Regions from separate parts of the Sus scrofa genome. Here region 2 is linked to region 1. The links are chromatin contacts, called in public Hi-C maps. All regions are on one chromosome and are shown on one strand. The core of a region is the stretch at or near the end of the contact, and the rest is flanking DNA. Distances in the headings are between cores, read along the strand shown. Region 1 has its middle 73 kb from the start of AKAP2. Region 2 overlaps AKAP2 (A kinase (PRKA) anchor protein 2).

Region 1 (2,700 bases), core at 84-2,583:
ACCTGAAAGGGAAATGAGATCCCGTACAGGAAAGAGCCTAGCAAAGTGCCTGCCGATTCAGTGATTGTTGTTTGTTGTTGAACAAGAGATCCGGGGAAGGAATAGGCACATCTCACATCAGATAAAGGAACACGTGGTCATCACTGATCTGTGACAGGTGCAGGTGACCAAGATCTGTTTTGAGTGATTGCGCCAAATGACTGAATGTCTCAACATTAAAATATGATAGAGGGGTTTGCATTGTGGTGAAAAGGGATTGGCGGCATCTCTGCATGGCCAGGACACAGGTAGGATCCCTGGCCTGGCACAGTGGCTTAAAAATCCGGTGTTACTGCAGCTGCAGCATAAGTTGCAACTGCAGCTGGGATCTGATCCTTGGCCCAGGAGCTCCATATGCGGCCAAATGAGAGGAAAAAAAAAAAAAAAAAAAGTGAGCTAGTCGATATGCAGAAGAGGCAGTTAGGCTCTGTGTCTTGAAGGGAAAAATGACAAAGGATTTGCAGACATGTCTTAAAACCCCCACAGGGACGTGCTTAAGGAAGTTCTGGCAAGACCAGAAAGCTGAGAATGAGGTCCCAGGGAAAGCTGACACGGTTGTGTTTAAATCTGTGGGTTTGAGGTGTTTTGTGGTCACGTGGGCCTCTTTCCCTAGCAGGCAGTGGGCGTATGGACATGTGGGTCTCATCTCCAGCCCTAGATGATGAGTTTTCTGAAAGCGGGGACTTCGCCCTTTTCGCTGCAGTGGTTCAGCACTATGTTTGATACCCAAAGAGGACCCGTAGATATTTATTGAATGAATGAATGAATGAGTCAATGCGGAAGGAGTTAGGACTGAAGCTCTGGGGTCTCGAATTCTGGATCGCCTTTTTCTTTTTATTTATTTGGCTTCTTAGGGCCGCACCCGCAGCATATGGAAGTTCCCCGGCTAGGGATCAAATTGGAGCTGCAGCTGCCAGCCTATAGGACAGCCACAGCAGTGCAGGATCTGAGCTGCATCTGCGACCTACACCACAGCTCACGGCAATGCGGGATCCTTAACCCACTGAATGAGGCCAAGGATTGACCCCACATCCTCATGGGTACTAGTCAGGTTCGTTAGTGCTGAGCCATGATTTGAACTCCAGGACTGGTTTGAGCACAGCTCCCAAGGGGAGAGGGACTCCTGTGTGTGCTCAGAGAATCGTAGTCCTAGGGGTGTGGTCTGTGCTGCAGCTTTGGGTGCCCTCAGGGCCAGGGGCCTGGATTGACTGGGAAACCTCCCTCTGGACTTCCACTAAATGGAAACTGAAACTGGACTCTCGGGAGAAAACAAAGATCAACAGTGGCTATTTTGATCCTTACGCTATCTCCTGTCTAAGCAGCTCAGTCCACTTCCTGTTTATAGGCTCAGCAGAGCCAAAGGGACTGAACCTCTGAGGAAAAGATTTTCTCTGGGGATTTCTAGCCAGATCAGCAAACAGGAAATGGGCAGGACCCTGCCAAGACAGATGTTTGTCTTTCTGCCAGCCTGGCAGGTGTGATGGTGCCCTGGCTGGAGTGGGCAACACAGGTGTCTGAAAGAGGAGCCTCCAATCCTGCATCTGGCCTTCAGCATCTACCCCTCACACCTAGCTCCACTCCCACCCCCCCAAATCTGGGGGCTTCACGTGAAGCCACTCGGGGCTGGTGCCGAGGCACTGGGGAGGGCCCTCCCCGCCGGGTATGCAGATGTGATATTCTGGGGCTGCCTGGGCAGCTGCGTTTCACTTTCAAACACCCAGAAGGAAAGGCTCTCTGTGGCCGGCCTTCTGTCTTCACGTGGAGAATCTCAGGATTTCAGAGTTCCGGTTGTGGTGCAATGGAAACAAATCTGACTAGGAACCGTGAGGTTTTGGGTTTGATCCCTGGCCTCATTCAGGGGGTCACTGCTATGAGCTGTGGTGTAGGTCGCAGCTGTGGCTCAGATCCTGTGTGGCTGTGGCTGTGGTGTAGGCTGGCATCTGTAGCTCTGATTAGACCCCTAGCCTGTTGAAACTCCGTATGCTGTGGGAATGGCCCTTAAAAAAAAAAGAATCTCAGGATTTCCTCATGACAGAACAGGAGGCCCAGATTTTCAGGGAGTGACCTTCAACCCAATTCCTGTCCTGGCTACAAAACTCTGGAGCTGGACACAGCCAGAAGGACCCTTAGGGAATGAGGGGCTAAGAGAAAATAGTGACATAAAAGCAGCTGAGCAGTGGTGGGGTTGCAGACTGCAAGGCCCTGTGAGCCGTCAGTTCTTCCCTGCAACCCCTACACACACCACACACATGTACACAGACCACACTATGTGCACAGGTCTAACATACATGTGTACACATGTACACACACACACACACCCTTCTCCCAGAAAAGTTCTGTCTAGATGGGACCTCTCAGCTAACACCTGAAAAACTGGAAGGGTAGCCATGCCAAGAACATTCCAGGCAGTAGGGCCAGCATGTGCAAAGGCTGGGCAGCTCCACCCCTGTGGTCTGGGCCAAAGTGGACAGTTTGTGGCTCCCTCCACAGCTTCTGCTTTCTCATGCCTGGGACCCCGAGCCTGCTCTTGCCTAACCTCCCCCCACCGCCGCCTCCACCGTCCTAATCTTCCAGCATCTTTCTCACTTATTGCAACTCCTAAATTCACTCCCAAAGGGTAGCAGGTAGAAAGCTGGGTCCGAAAACTCATGGGCAAGAAAT
Region 2 (2,763 bases), core at 153-2,652, 140 kb after region 1:
TTGGTGGGGGAAGGAAGAGCCAGAGCAAACCACAGTGGCACCCCCCGACACTTTTTTTTGGGGGGGGGGGCACACCCATAGCACATGGAAGTTCCCAGGCCAGGGAGCCATTTGAGTTACAGCAGTGGCCACACCAGGTTCTTAACCCACTAGGCCACCAGGGAACTCCCACAGTGGCATCTTTGATCTTGAACTTTCCCTGGTGTGGCCAGGGTTCAGGTAAACTGGGGGCATCTTTCTGCATCATACGCCTGACTTTCTTTGCCTCTAGGGGCTCTGATCCCAGAAGTGGTTGTTGTGGTGCATTTATGTTCCTGAATGCTTAAATTTTGCCATGATGGAGCCAGGCTTGTAAAGAGGAAGGCGAGCTGGATATGTGACTCTAATTGGGCTCAATGTTTTAAACATCTTGTATTCTCTCAGGAAATTCTTTTGTATTGATATCCCAACTCTGAAATTAATTAGCCTAAAACATGATTTGTTAAACACGAACTGGAGAGTGAAATCAAGTGCTTTTAAAGAACACTTTTCATAACAGGCTCTATCACGTTGCTGAAAGAAAAACAAGCTCACTTAGGCATTTGGCATTGCACAGTGACATTGGTGGGGAGCTAACAGATGCCCTGGAACCACTGCAGTTTTTGCAGGCAGAGCCCTGTACCCTCTCCCTTTCCCATCCCCTTAATGGCCATGTGCCCTGCCAAGATGAGATACAGGAGTTTTGCTTTTTTTTTTTAAGGCTGCACATGTGGCCTATGGAAGCTCCCAGGCTAGGGGTCAAAGTGGAACTGCAGCTGCTGGCCTACGCTACAGCCACAGCCAGGTGGGATCTGAGCCACATCTGTGACCTATGCTGCAGCTTGTGGCAATGCCAGATCCTTCATCCACTGAGCGAGGCCAGGGATCGAACCCGCATCCTCACAGAGACTAGTCAGGTTCTTAATCCGCTGAGCCACAATGGGAACTCCGAGCCACAGGAGTTTTAACCATCTGCACTGATTCTGAGGTTCCGCATGAAATCACACCAGCGCAGGGAGCGTGGCTTGGCGTTACGTTTTTGCACTTTGCATAAGATGTGCTCAGCAAAACTAAGGGGGAAAATGGGAGGCTGAGTGTTTGTAGAGTACAACAAAGCAACATCTTGGCTCCAGGCAACTTTTTTGTTCCAACAGCCTTCCAGCGTCGCACACACAGCTTGTGATGTTTGTTAATTGTGTTTCTGCAGCATTGGTACCCGCCCCCCACAAAGCCCAGCCCCTGTTATTTCCTGTCCTTGGATCTCCACCTTCCGCCCGCTTGCTTGGGGAGGGGTCCACATCCGGAATGGGCCGGCTGTTCTCAGATCCCTGCTATTGTGGTCCAAACTGTGTGCCAGACAAACAGACCTTCTTGGGAGTGGCCAGACATTATCTAGAAAATTCCAACCACTCAGCTGAAGAGAAAGGCACTCACCTTGGGCCTTGAGAGGAGACATCCAGGCGTCTGAAGTAGAACCAGATGGTAGGCACAGTTTTTAAGATGACATCTGAGACATACCTAAGAACCCAATGTGAAGCTTGAGATTTAACGAGCTGAGCTACATCCTCATCCTGTGACTTGGGAAAACAAAAAGCATGTCAATATTTGCTTCTTTAGAGTGGGTTTAGGAGAGGCGGACAAGCCAGGGCTTCTATCTCCACTCTGTGGCTCACTCGCTTTGTGTCCTTGGGCAAGTTATTTAAGCTCTGAACCTCCATCGGCAAAATAGGGATCATACCCTCCTTCAAGGTATTGCTACGTGGATCTGTTGAGATAATGTAGGTAAAAGGCAGAATGAAATGCCTAGACATTGTAATGTCCATTCATCATTGGGACAATTATCACCCGTATCAGTTCTGTTGCCTGTAAAGAAAACCGGTACACAGGAACAGCTCAAGGGAAGAGTTTGAAGATCCATTTAGAGTATGTGATAAGGCAGACAAAGACTCTTGGGGCTAATCTTGTTAGTCAGACTGTTCCAGCTTCTGCTGCCATATCTGCAAGAGGCAACATGGTAGTAAAAGGCCCTGAGATGGGCAGCTTCACCACTCATTACTGGATGTCTTGGGGCAGGTCATTTAAACATCTCTGAGTCTCAGTTTCCTGAGTCATACCATGGAGCTTTCAAGAGCCCTGGCCTCCTGGGTGAATTTTGTTTTTTTTTTTCTTTTTAGAGCTGCACCTGCGGCATATGGAAATTTCCAGACTAGGGGTCAGATTGGAGCTGCAGTTGCCGGCCTACAGCCACAGCTGCAGCAACACCAGAGCTGAGTCATATCTGCAACTACATCATAGCTTGTGGCAACTCAGGGTCCTTAACCCACTGAGTGAGGCCAGGGAATGAACCCACATTCTCATGGATACTAGTTGGGTTCTTAACCCACTGAGCCACAACAAGAACTTCCTGGGTGGGTTTTGAGGCATAAGTGTGATTGTGCCTTCACATTGCTTAGTTGAATTCTTGGCATATCATAAACACTCAATATAAGGTTATGATCATACGATCTTGAACCTCAGGTCTCTGGGCCCCCGCCTACTTTCCCCATCTTGACAAGTACACATGCACTGTCAGCTTCAAGATGCTGCAGCTTCTGTCTTTGCAAAGTGGCTTTGTTGGTTGACAGTATCCATGCATGTCCTGCCTGCAGCTGTGCTCTCTGGGGATGCCCTTATTCTACACGCACCGCTTTGCTCTCTCTTTTGTCCATGAGTTATTGTTTGGTTGGTTGGTTGGTTTTGCTTTTT

What was found. Hi-C and Micro-C count contacts between places; a contact is called where the count stands out from the background.
Region 2: a Hi-C map of skeletal muscle shows a contact between it and region 1, with 3 times the contacts expected there. The contact joins two enhancer-like sites. A contact is called at or near these places in 1 of 47 Hi-C or Micro-C datasets (skeletal muscle) and 1 of 2 datasets of contacts at active chromatin or transcription factors (skeletal muscle).

The regions. Positions count from the first base shown.
Region 1 is chr1:250,993,393-250,996,092 of Sscrofa11.1, forward strand. It overlaps a transcript of AKAP2 not described here. Among named protein-coding and RNA genes, the nearest start is that of AKAP2, 73 kb to the right of the region's middle. Within about 2 kb of position 1,334, at least 29 of the 83 cell types and tissues checked have an H3K27ac peak or open chromatin away from gene starts, as enhancers often do. A contact at or near this core is called in skeletal muscle, where this site is marked.
Region 2 is chr1:251,128,764-251,131,526 of Sscrofa11.1, forward strand. All of the region lies in intron 1 of AKAP2 (A kinase (PRKA) anchor protein 2), which reads left to right. Among named protein-coding and RNA genes, the nearest start is that of AKAP2, 62 kb to the left of the region's middle. Within about 2 kb of position 1,403, at least 6 of the 83 cell types and tissues checked have an H3K27ac peak or open chromatin away from gene starts, as enhancers often do. A contact at or near this core is called in skeletal muscle, where this site is marked.